Regions from separate parts of the Mus musculus genome. Here all the other regions are linked to region 2. The links are chromatin contacts, called in public ChIA-PET and HiChIP or PLAC-seq maps. All regions are on one chromosome and are shown on one strand. The core of a region is the stretch at or near the end of the contact, and the rest is flanking DNA. Distances in the headings are between cores, read along the strand shown.

Evidence for each region. ChIA-PET counts read pairs in DNA pulled down with a chosen protein or histone mark. HiChIP or PLAC-seq counts read pairs in DNA pulled down with a chosen protein or histone mark.
Region 1: an RNA polymerase II ChIA-PET map of memory CD8 T cells shows a contact between it and region 2, with 107 read pairs. The contact joins two enhancer-like sites. A contact is called at or near these places in 1 of 484 Hi-C or Micro-C datasets (liver) and 1 of 115 datasets of contacts at active chromatin or transcription factors (memory CD8 T cells).
Region 3: an H3K27ac HiChIP or PLAC-seq map of the HPC-7 cell line shows a contact between it and region 2, with 7 times the contacts expected there. The contact joins two enhancer-like sites. A contact is called at or near these places in 24 of 484 Hi-C or Micro-C datasets (B cells, the C2C12 cell line, CD4 T cells and 17 more) and 1 of 115 datasets of contacts at active chromatin or transcription factors (the HPC-7 cell line).

What each region holds. Positions count from the first base shown.
Region 1 is chr3:68,972,998-68,977,227 of GRCm38.p6, reverse strand. All of the region lies in intron 5 of Ift80 (intraflagellar transport 80), which reads left to right. Among named protein-coding and RNA genes, the nearest start is that of Ift80, 29 kb to the left of the region's middle. Within about 2 kb of position 2,712, at least 37 of the 459 cell types and tissues checked have an H3K27ac peak or open chromatin away from gene starts, as enhancers often do. A contact at or near this core is called in memory CD8 T cells, where this site is marked.
Region 2 is chr3:68,636,134-68,640,277 of GRCm38.p6, reverse strand. No RefSeq gene overlaps it. Among named protein-coding and RNA genes, the nearest start is that of Il12a, 53 kb to the left of the region's middle. Within about 2 kb of position 2,082, at least 45 of the 459 cell types and tissues checked have an H3K27ac peak or open chromatin away from gene starts, as enhancers often do. A contact at or near this core is called in the HPC-7 cell line, Th2 cells and memory CD8 T cells, where this site is marked.
Region 3 is chr3:68,954,946-68,958,997 of GRCm38.p6, reverse strand. The region is part of intron 8 of Ift80 (intraflagellar transport 80); the gene reads left to right. Among named protein-coding and RNA genes, the nearest start is that of Ift80, 48 kb to the left of the region's middle. Within about 2 kb of position 2,412, at least 47 of the 459 cell types and tissues checked have an H3K27ac peak or open chromatin away from gene starts, as enhancers often do. A contact at or near this core is called in the HPC-7 cell line and Th2 cells, where this site is marked.

The sequences.
Region 1 (4,230 bases), core at 1,463-3,962, 340 kb before region 2:
AAAAACTAGCAAAGACTTGTATCTATATGTTCTGGGTTTTATTTCTGTATAAGCTATTTCCCAATTAGCCCCTGGCCATTGACCTCTGATTCTGGTTCCTGGAGTGGCCCCTTGACCGGGGCCTGAGGAGTTCACAATCTGGTATGTGGCACAACCTGAGATTACCTGGTCAACTAAGTGTCCTAAGTCAAATATTTTGTAGCTTGTACAGCAGTTCCTTCAGTTTTCCGTGACCCCGGTGTGAAGCTTGGTGAGTCTGATGGATGTATGGCTTAGCAAACTCCTTAGGTAGGACGGTGCAGCCTTCGGAGGTCAGCAACCCTCTGTCTCTTCTGTAAACTCCTTGGCATTTTGCCTGATGTCATTTGTCTTCAGCGGTATATTCCGGAATGGCTGGGAGCACAGGGTGCAGCAAAGCTACCAGGTTGTCAGCAGTAGAAGTTTGGGCTTTATCAGCTAGCCTGTTCCCTCAGGCTATTTCTCGTCCCTTTCTGATGCCCAGAGCAATGAATTATTTGAGAGGAAGCCATAATGTCTCCAATAAAGCAAGTATTCCTTCTTTATTTTTGATGTTTTTTTCCCTTTGCAGTCAATTATCCCCTCTCTTGGTATACGGATCCATGTAATGTACGTGAGCCATAGCAAAGGCATATCTACTGTAGCTATGGCTCCCTTTGTCAGTTTTAAAGCCTGAGTTAGAGCCGTTAGTTCTGTTTTCTGGGCTGAAGTTTCTGGTGGCAAAGCAATTGCCCAAATAACAGAGTCCAAGTCCATTACCTCCACCCCTGCACACCCGATTCCATCTGGGTAAAGCTGCTCCCATCTGTGAAGTAGATACGTTCCACATCTGGCCAGGGTATGTCAGTTAAGTCTGGCCTGGTATTCTGGGTGTGCCTCAGAACTGTGGAGCAACCATGCTGACTGCCTTGCCCTGTAACAAAAGAAAACAACGCACCAGAAACCCTGAGTGGGACAGGAGGAGGAAGTGATTATCCGTGAGGAACGTGCTCTAGTTCGTTGTGAGAGAAGAGGAAACAGGAGGAGATTGGGACTTGTAGAGGGTGGCCAGTGAGGCTGTTTCTGAAAGGTCCTTTGTTAATGAGGGTAGGATTTAAGAGAAGCACTGAGGCGGCCATTGGGGGAGGCGTGGGGCATAGTTCTAGGAGGGGCTGAGCAGGGTGGCTTCCCTGTAAGAGATAGAGGGTGGGTACCCTGTAAGAGATAGAGGGTGGCTACCCTGTAAGAGATAGAGGGCCAGAGGAATAAGAGATTCTGGTGGAGCAATATAGAGTTTGAGTTTTTAGGTATCTTTGGGGGAAATGGAAATGTGTTGAAGATCAGAAATAAAGGCTAAAATTTAACTTGGGAGTGGTTACATAGGTAAAGATGAAGTCATATGGAAGTGGGGAGGTAGAACCTGAGGAAACAAATGCTGTTATTTAAGTTTTTGTTTTGTTTTTTATCTTGACCCAGTGACACATATAAGTGAGTTGCTTTGCTGGAATGAGGCCCACTTGATTATCTGTCTTTTGCAAGTAGAGTGAAAGCAAAATGTGGTTTGTTTTTAATTTAATTTAGGTTTTTTTTTTTAAATTTACTCACTTTACATTCTGCTTACTGCCCCCTCCTGGTCACCCCTCACACATTTCTTGCCCCCTTCCCTTCTCTGAGCTGGGGCGGGGTGGGGGTGGGGGGCTAGGTATCCCCCCATCCTGGCATTTTAAGTCTCTGTGAGGCTCAGCACTTCCTTTCCCACTGAGGCCAGACAAGGCAGCCCATCTAGAAGAACATATCCCACATACAGGCAACAGCTTTTGGCATAGCAAACCCCCTCCCCCCACCTGGTTCCAGTTGTTTGAGACCCCCATAAAAACCAAGTTGCACATCCAGATGAGTGGAAATGTGATTGTTTTGACAGGATCTTGCAGAGTGACCCGCTTGTCTGAAGGCCGTGCGTGCTGGGATTACAGGTGTAGGCCACTGTTGCTTAGCTGGCAAATTAGTTCTTGAGTGCTTTCTACTATGAACAGCAAAGAAGCGAATGTTGACAGTTTACAAAGCCTTTGCTAGTGCACTGGTAAACAGGGACTGTTCAGTTAGTGCTAGGCTCCATTTTACGTATTTCCATCCACTCTGTAAATCCATATTAAAATCTAGGCAAAGACAGCCACTGTATCACATTAGCGAGTATTTTGTTTCTAATACATCTTTTAGTAACAGAAAAACAACACTTTTAGGGGATACTGTTATGGTATGAATGTGAAAAACATGGTACGTTTGACCAGGTACTTCCTTAAAACAATGGAAATACATTTTCTCAACTCCTCTGTGGTTTAAAATGCTTTCAAGGGTTGAAAGAATTTAGATAATTTGTTTTACAGAGAGATAAGGGTCTGACATTTAACACAACCCAGGTGCATGTGGTTTCTTAAAAAATGTCAAAAAGATCACATGACTTTAGTGTACTAAGTCAGAAAAACAAGCTCGTGAATGTTTTAACTGAAATGGAGCATAAAAATTTCCTTAACAAAAAGCCAGAATTTATTACAAAATGATTATGTATTTCTATTTTTGTTAATGATAAAATTAATAACATCTTGTTACATACTTTACTAAATTCTTATTTTAAAATAACTCCATCTGCAGCCTAACTGTATTCTTGTTCTACTCTGCAAACTGAAATACAGCATGGATAGTGCTTTACTTGTTTGTTTTGTGACAGCGTCTTGATAGAGAGCCCTGGCTGGCCTTGAACTTGGAACAGACCCTTGCTACACTCTTAAGTGTTTAGCTCACACACAGGCACTACCACACCTGGCTAACTCATGCTTTAATATGTATGTTTTTAACAGTGGTTTAATATTATGAATTTGTCTCAAATGCTAGTAAGAGAGACTTATCATGAATCATTTTCTCTGTAAAGCTGTTCATCTGCCTTAATAAATGCTGTCTATCCAAAGCACCCACACCTTAGCTAATGTCTGCTTGAAGGAATGTGGCTTAAAGGCTTGTTTGTAACAAAGAAACTACATGTTTCACTTTCTTTTTTTTTTTTTAAAGATTTGTTTATTTATTCATTTTTTTTATATGAGTACACTGTAGTTGTCTTCAGACACACACCGGAAGAGTGCATCGGACCCCATTGCTGATGATGGTTGTGAGCCACCATGTGGTTGCTGGGATTTGAACTCAGGACCTCTGGAAGAGCAGTCAGTGCTCTTAACCACTGAGCCATCTCTCCAGCCCCCATGTTTCACTTTCTCAGCTTGCTTTGTTTTATTCTCTAAATCACCTTTCTGAAACACTATTACTATTTAAAAAACTGTACAGGCAGGAAATAAATTGTCTCCCTGTCCTCACATGGTGGGTGAGTATTCGGAAGGGAGGTCTGTAAACAAGGAAATGGTGATACAGCCACCTTAAGAGGCCCTCAGCTCAAAAGCCAAGGGAGGAGGAGGGTGAACACATCCCAGGTCCACATCCTACAGCACAGCTAAAGGCCCAGAGTCACATCCTGTGCAACTCAATGGGAGCTGGCACTACAGAATTATTTCTGTCTACAACTCAGCAAAGTATACTCTTACTGACAGTTGTGAGTGTATGATAATTTATAAATTAAAATATATTAATTTCCCCTTTGCACAAAATATAAGTATAATAATGGAAATTAGAAAGCACATACTAGTTTTCTATAATCCTAACTACATTCTTTGTTTTAATTTAAATGTTTTGAGAATTTTATACATGAGTATAGTACATTTGCTTCATTTCTTCCCTGATCATCTACCCTCCCCTACTCCTCCCACACCCCCTCCTTTGAAGTCATGACCTGTTCTGTAATTATTCTTAGTTTTGTTTTTTACGTTTTGTTTCTAACAGTGTCTCACTGTACACCATTGGCTGATATCAAACTCAATATGTAGATCCAGCTGGCCTTGAACTCACAGAGATCTGCCTGCCTGTAACTTCAGAGTCCTGGTAATAAAGGCATATATCGCCTTCATGTGTGATGTTGTTGTTGCTGTGTGTATACAAAATGTACTGTTGTGTTTGTACACAGCCTACTGAGTTCCTTTAGGATTGCTTATATGCCAATCACTCCAGACTGCATAACTATCAGAGGCTCCTTTCTGCAGAAAATGTATTTTTCCTCTCAACAGCCATTGCCCGTCTTGTAGCTCTTCATTTAGGGGTAGGATGTGATGAAATTTTTCCTCATCCACATTGGCA
Region 2 (4,144 bases), core at 833-3,332:
ATTATTAACACTATTTTCCAGAGGAAAGAGTAGGCTTGGTGGTTTAATTAGCTTCCTGAAGCTCACGAGCTGCCTGGTAGATGAGTATGTTTCAGTTGAGGTGGTTTGGCTAGGCTGGCTGGCAAAAAGCTCTCGTCTCCACCTCTTAGTGCTCAGGCTACAGGGATGAATGTACAACCATGCTTGGCTTGTTACATGGGTGTATGGATTAGAACCCAGGTCCACATGCTTGCAGAGAAAGAAATATCTTCCCACTGAGCCATTGTCCTAGATCTAAATCTTGATCTTAGCGATTAAATATATCAGGTATTGACCTAAGTTTATGTCATATGAAAATGAGATCCAAGGTGATAAGAGCTGTAAGTATGTTTCAGTCTCTCAAATGGGATTAACATGTATTTCTAAATGATCAAGCTATTCAAAATATTCTATAATATCTAATGCCCATATCCCTAAGCAAGAACTACAGCCAAATACTGAGTAATCATAATTTCTGTCCATACAGCAACATCTCCCTAGGGCTGGGTTCTGGAACTTGACCAAGAGCAGATTAGAAATTGAAAAGCAGTTCCTTCCCTGTGAGGGAGTGCTGTAGTTGGTCAGAGTTTAAATTATTTGAGTTGTCTTCAAGGTGAACCCACTTCCTGCCAGATTGCAGAGGAAGACTGCCATGGCAGGTGTAAAGAGAAGTCCAGAGCCTCAGTGACTTAAGGAATCTTTGTTGGGGAAAGTTACAAAGTGTGACAACTAGGGAATTGGGCTTGCAAAGCTCTCCACGTATGCAGCCATCTGAGCATATATAGAGGGAGATCAGGAAAGATCCCAGGGGTCCACGCCTCCCTGACCCACAGAGGCCACGCCTCCCTGACTCACAGAGGCCAGAGCCTTGCAAGTAAGATTCAGGGGGTTAGATGGGGGCACCCGTGGGCATGTGAGGGCTTCCCAAAGCAGATAAGAACGCTGTCCAGGGTAATGTCGCTCTGGCCCAAGGTCAGGTTGACTCTGAGTCTCACAATTGTTGGTTAGTACGGTTGTATTTTATGAAGTTCCCTTAGAACAAAATTCAGCAATACCATCAAATGACTGATGTGTATTCTCTGTTCTGGATTATTATTATTATTATTATTATTATTATTATTATTATTATTTTGCCTCTGGGACATTTGCAGAAATGGACATTAACAAGAAATGAATTAAATAAACCACTGTCTCTAAATGGAATACAATATAGGTATGAAAAGGTGGCCTGTCTGAGTGGGCTGACTGAGAATTATGTTTGAGAATTATGCCCACACTTTTTGGTGTTCTTTGAAAAGAAATGAAGGATTATGTGGGTTTCTATCCAGCCTTCCAAAAACTGCACCAGGCTGTAAAGCAAAGTTAGGTGTGGAGATTTAACCAGCGTCTGGTGAGTCATCCTTTTCTGTAGTTGCCTTAGTTGCCAGAGCCACTACAGGAGTGAAAAAATAAGTATTTGTGGGTTTTCTGTTTATGTGTGTGCTTTTTTTTTTTTTAAATTTTAATGGAGACAGGATTTCTCTGTGTATCCCTGGCTGTCTGGAGCTCACTCTGTAGACCAGGCTGGCCATGATCTCAGAGATCTGTCTGCCTCTACCTCCTGAGTGCTGGGATGAAAGGTGTGCGCCACCACCACCCGTGTTTTCATTTTTGAAAGGCCATAAAGGACAGTGTCAAGGATGGGCAAGAGGTGACTAACATAGAGGGTAGCACTTTGGGAAGGTTTTATAGCAGTCCTGGTGAGAAAGAACAATGTCCAGACGGCACTGGTCCTCGGCCTGCCTAGGTGAAGTGTATGGGATTCATTTAGAAGAAGCAACAGCAGGGGCTGGTGGCCACTGCATTTGAACTGGTAAAAGACAATAAAGGTGTCAAATGTAAGTCCCAATGTTTCAGGCTTGAAACATCGCTGGACCTTTTAAGCAAAAACCTCTACAAGCCAGTGGGGATCCTAGGCTTAGAGTGGCAGGAAGTTTAGCCAGCCATAGGGGAGGGAGCAGGGAGACCTCACTACAGCTGGACGGGCAGCTAGGAGCTGGCTTCTTCCTTTGGGCTCATTTAGCCTCCAGTCCTCAGTGGTTTCCAGGGTTTCTTGTTAGAAGGCCATGAGCAGGAACTATTCAGGCACAATCACCTCAACCAAATGCCACAGAAATGGAAAGCGAAACCACAGGGGGCAGACGTAAAAACCAAAGCAAATGCCCTTCTTAGAAACACTTTGTTCGTTTGATTCTTCAGTTTCCATTTGTGCCAATGTAATTAAACAGCGTTCTTTCTTTTCCGAGGAACCTCTTTATCTGACCACAGGGATTTCCCTCTAGAGGAGCAGTAAGACCCTAAGACCTCAGAACACCTAAGGAACCTTCCTGACAATCATCGTGCCAATCCACAATGGGAAATTTGACCTCTGGTCCAGACTACAGGTGTCAAATTCACTCTGAAACCGTGGAGGTCTCCCATTCATGAAACATCCCATTCATGACTATTCAGACTGAAAACAAGAAACCTCATGCTGTGTATGGATGTAGTCATTATTAGTGGCCCAGTTATTTTCCTCTGATTCCAAGGAATTTAAAAAGACAGTCATTTTATTTGGCCAGACTTCCTTTTTTTTTTCTCTTCAAGAATGAAGAAATGGGGGCCAGTGAAATGGTTTACTTAGCAATAGCAGTTTTACCAGTGTGTTTATTTATATAAAACACTTTCACAGAGAAATAAAACATTTCTAAAAATGAAATACAATGATTTTAAGACTGAAATATGAGGAGAAAGAATGGGAACTAAAAATTTCTATATCTTAACAAATAAAAGTATTTTTCTCTAGTTAAATAAGAATTCACATATATGTATATTTACATGTATGTATGTATGTATATGCACATACACACACATACCCAAACACATTTTTTAAAAGTTTGCAGGAGGCAAAATCCAGAGCTTCATTCATGTTCTTCTGCCAAATTACACACTCAATCTATATTTCAAAGTGGATATTATGGTCAAATTACTCTAGCATTCATATCCCACTTGTACATTTAGAAAATAATACACCATTGGCTACATTTAGAAAATTTTGGAAATCATATTATTTGTAATTCTTTAAGCATAGAGTGGAAAGCTTGAGGCCATCTTAACCCTGAAAAGAGTATTGTTTTACTTTGGAGGAGGGAGGCTTTTCAAAGAGCCTAAGAAGTGGTCCAGTGATACAAGTATACACATGTGCCCATCTAATTCATATGGCTGCTGCAGAGTTTTGGGAAATGCCCTTCTTACCCCCTATATATATTTCCCTTTCTGAAAAATAAGAAACACAGGAGCCTGCCTTTCCTTGTTAGGAAAGTTCTGTGATCATATGTGGTAATAAAGCCACGTGAAAAGTCCTAAATTGTTTCCTAGGGCTGAGTTGACCATCTCTGGGAAGTTTCAATGACTTTTTCAGGCTGTAAGAATACTGGCTAGTTCCCCCTAAAAGGTAAATGAAAGATCACCTTATTGTTGCCTCTGCTTTGACCTGACTTCCCATATATTCCAGGAGTGATCAGCCATCCAAACACCAAGAAGCAATCCAACACCATAGGATTAGAATTGTCTCTGCAGAAGGAATCACCTGCCTAGCAAGGCTAACTCCAAAGTTCTACCCTGATGATTAGTCGGAACAACCAAAATGTATATGTCAAGAAGTTGAAACTCCTCTCAGCAGGCTGTGGAAACTCAGGTACTCTATATTCAGAACACTGATGAAGTTCTCAGCATGGCCACTCACGCATATTTGGTTACTTGTGGATGGTTGGTTCATAATACATGTTGCCCCCTTAGCTTGAAAACTGCCTGCTGTTCTATAAGTAACTCATTCCCTTAAACAAATGCTTAACGTTTTGTGATCCATTGATGAAGCACATTAAACTCTGATATCCAGTGTTCCTAATGTACTTCAGAACTAAGTTTGGCTCAAGATTTCATGGAAGATTAAATGCCTTACTAAGGCTTAGGAATGCCTTTGCCTTGAGAAAGATATGGAGTTTGGGGCCAGTGAGATGGTTCAGTGAGTGAAGGTACTCACTGTTAAACCTGGAGACCCGAGTTCAATCCCCATCATCCACACAGTGGAAGGAAAGAACTGAAAATT
Region 3 (4,052 bases), core at 1,163-3,662, 320 kb before region 2:
GGATGGAGGTAGTAACACACTGGGGCTCAAATATTGGAAGTACTGCGGTGATAGCAAAGTAACAGTGATCTAGAGAATGGTAAGCCAAGCCAAGTCACAGGGTCATAGGCTACACAGACAGAGCTTAGCACGGGGCAGCAGTCTGGACTCTAGTGGGGGGACAAGGGTAAGTTACTGATTTTTAGAAGTGACCTATAAGAGATTGGACATTTTGAAATAGAGGTCATTTTGACTCTGAGGTCAGTGTGGGGACAGATTAGAAACGAGATAGAAGAGAAGCAGAGTGCCTAGGCTGTTGGTCTGAATAATGGAGTAGTGCGGAGAGCTGTCAAGGAGTTGGTTCAGGAGAGACGTCTTTGCTATTTGGGAAGAGCCATGAATTCCTTGAAGATAACCCCCTAATATGATGTAAATTGAATATGACATAATATGACATAAATTACTCTAACTTTTTGTTATTTTGATTGATACTTTGTTTGAACATTACAATAATCAAGTTACCCAAATTTAGTGTACATGAGCGCTCTTTGGGTGTTGCTAAAAGGTATGTTCTTGGGCTCTATATTTTAAATTTTATTTTATCTTTTACATTTATTTATTTACTTATATTTATTTTTTTATTTTTTGAGATGGGGCTTCTTTGTGTAGCCTCGGTTGTCCTGGAACTAGCTGTGTAGACCAGATTGGCATTGAACTCACAGAAATACACCTACCTCTGCCTGCTGAACTCCGGGATTAAAGGTGTAGACCACCGCCTCCTGGCTATGAAAGTTTTAAAAGGACTTTTTAAAAAACGATTTGTTTTTTATTTCATGTGCATTGGTGTTTTGTCTGTGTGAGGGTGCCAGATGTCCTGAAAGTGGACCTACAGACAGTTGTGAGCTGCTATGCACGTGCTTGAAATCGAACTCAGGTCTTCTAAAGAGTAACGAGCACTCTTAACACCAGCACTCTTAACTGCTCGAACCATCTCTCTAAGCCCCTTAAGAAGTATTTTCAAGTAGCCTACTAAGCCCAGTTTGTACTGTTCCTATACTGAGGGTTTGGGCGGCTGTCCTCTGCAGCGTGGTCAGCCTCCGGGGGCTCCATTCACAAAGAAAATGGACTCTCCCCGCCTAGAAGCATCGGTGGAAGTGGCTCCTTAGCTAAAGTGGGAGTCCATGAGCCCTGCATGCAGGTTGGAGTGTCAGTTGGCTTGCTCTTCTGCAGACCTATCTTGTGTAGATAACCACAATTGCCTTGTGCCCATTAATGCAGTTGTCCAAGAAGGACTAGAAGACACTGCTGCACTCCAGTCTTCCCCAACTTCTGGCTCTTACAGTCTTTTTGTCCCCTATTTCACAACGGTCCGGAGCCTTTGGGGAAAGGAGTGTTACACAGCTGTCCCATTTGTGGCTGGGCACACCACAGACACTTTCTTCATGTTAGTTAACCAGTTGTGAGTTTCAGCATTAACTGCATGACGAAACTTCTCACAGGAGGTCTCAGAGCTGCACAAAAACAGTTGATGGGTCTAAAGATTTAGGGGGCAGCTTGATGTCTGTTTAGTGGAATAATAAGCTTCCCACTAAGGCCTTTGAGTCCAGAACTGTGGGCTCTTGGAGCCCTAATTGTAATGTGCTTAAGTGAAATCTTACCTTAGGCTTAGACTCTTTCTTGTTCTGGTCATTTTTGTGTAGGGGTTGCTTGAGCGTGCTCCTTGGTCTTGAATACCTAGTTGTCAAGAATCCCCTTTCCCAGCTCCACCTCTTCATGATCTTATTTCCGATCAGAAGGAGGCTGGAAGCTGCTGCTTTGTGGCTCTTAGTGCGGACCGTGGGCCCAGGGCAGCTTTTACAGTGCTGATTGGGAAGTACTTGCTGTGTGATTTTTTTTCCCCCTCCCCTGGAGAAACACAAAACAAACATCTACTCACCCCAGATGACAGTGTAAACAGACCAAGGAAAGGATCCACCCAGGTCGGTCTTGCTTAGCCAGTGAGTTCACTGGAGTTACTTACGGGAGTGTGCTATGGGTGGTCCTCTTCTAGCTTGTCTTTGGTCCATGCATTTGTTTTCCTCCCTTCCCTTCCCTTGTCCCTGTTTAGGGATAAACTCTGGCCAGGGTTGTGGCCAGCCTTTGTGGGGCTGGGGCTTTGTGCATGTCTAACAAGCACTCTGCCAGCTCTGCTCTGAACCCTGCCTATAGCAGTTGACGTTGATAGATACTGTGCACGCATGCTGAGTTTGTATAACATATACCTCAGGTTTATCATAGTAGTATTCTAGCAAAATGAGGAATGAGCATCTGTGAGTAGGAAGCTGATTGGCAGTTGTTCTGTTTTCCTAAAATGCATTGCCTGCAGCTCGTTAAGAATGTGAAAGGAAGCTTGTGCTTAACCGAAAAGGTCTGCCTGCCTGCCTGCCTGCCTGCCTGCCTGCCTTCCTTCCTCAAATGGCTACCAGCAGTCAATTGAGTGAGGGGTGGCAGATGAAGGAGGGAGTAGACTGATCCCAAAGAAACCTAGGAAAGAGGGGAAGAGAGATAAAGAACAAGGGCTTTAGTGGGCTCTCATTTTTCCTGAGGAATCCATCGTTTATACCATACAAGCCAGCGTCAGACACACATGAGGAGACCAGGGAAGATAGGCAGCATCTGTCGATGGTGGCTTGTGGGTGATTCACAAACTGGAGAGGCCACATCAGAGTTCCTGATGGTGGTGCTTTGGTGTTACGGGAGTGCCCCAGGCACAGCCAGCTGGGCAGAGGTTGGATGGTAGCCGTTGTCTTTCTGTTTGGCTATGTCAGGTCATTGGCTGACTGTTGAATACCACAGTGAAGACTTCAGTTACCAGACAGGAGAGGAATAGTCTCTGGGCTAACAGTCTGGAAAAGTCTCTAAATGGGCAGGTGACTGCTGTTCCTATCAGGCAAGTACACAGACTGAATCAGGAGTCTGTTTTCCAGAGTTATTCACATGGTGGTATTGAAATATCCAGTTTTTAAAAGAAAAGAAAAAATGAGTTTTCAAAACACAAAAAACCCTCAAGATATAAGACATACTAAAAAGTGGAATACAATGGCCCATTCTTAGGGGGAAAAAAGGTGACAAAAACCATTCCTAAGATATCCAGCACTGAGCCTGTTACACAGAGGCCATGTGCTCAAAATAATTAAAGAAATGTTGATAAATCAACAGAAACATTTTGAGACAGTGAGCCTGGGTCCATTGTGTAGTGCTTGTTGACTAGACTGGTCTCGGACTGAGCGAGCTCTGCCAGGCTCTGCTCTCCGTGTGCTCGGATTAAAGGCACACAACACCCAACCAAAGGAACCCAATTAGAAGTCTGAAGTTAAGTAGAAATACTCCAGAACTCCGAAATACTATCTTTTCAGTAACAAGTTTTATGCATCTAAAATTGACAAAGCAATACATTTTTGACTCCCCAGAAAATGTGAAAATGGCCTTCCTTTGTAGCACATGGATAGAAGCATTATCCACTTTAGGTTTTCTCAAGTATAATTTGACACTTTGACACAGCTGTTATGCATTCAAGAAAATATAAAATGTTCGCTGATATCAAGCAGGTGTGGTCCTTGCTGCCCATCCTGATGACCTGACTCGGATCCCCAAGACCCACATGGCAGAGGGAGAGAATCAACTCAGTTGTCTTCTCCCCTCCACGGGAGCACCATGTGTGCACACCAAAATAAATAAATAAAAGAACAAAAAGTTAAGCCAGGAAAGAGCATTACTTTTAGCTGTTTATGTATATGTGTGTATCTATGTGTGTGTATGCCACATGTGTGTGGGAGCCTGCAGAGGCCAGAACACTATACTGGGTCCCCTGGAGCAAGACAGTTACAAGCAGTTGTGAAACCAAATGTTCTTAACCATTGAGGTATTTATTCAGCCTGAGATAGCATTATTTTAAGTTAAATGATCAAGAAATGCAAAAATATATATGCCAAGAAAATGAACATTACTGGGTGATCAGTAAAATAAATCATGGTATAAATGAATTGCTTGTGGAATAAAATTTAATTTTTTGCTTTCGTATTTTTCTAGGTTCT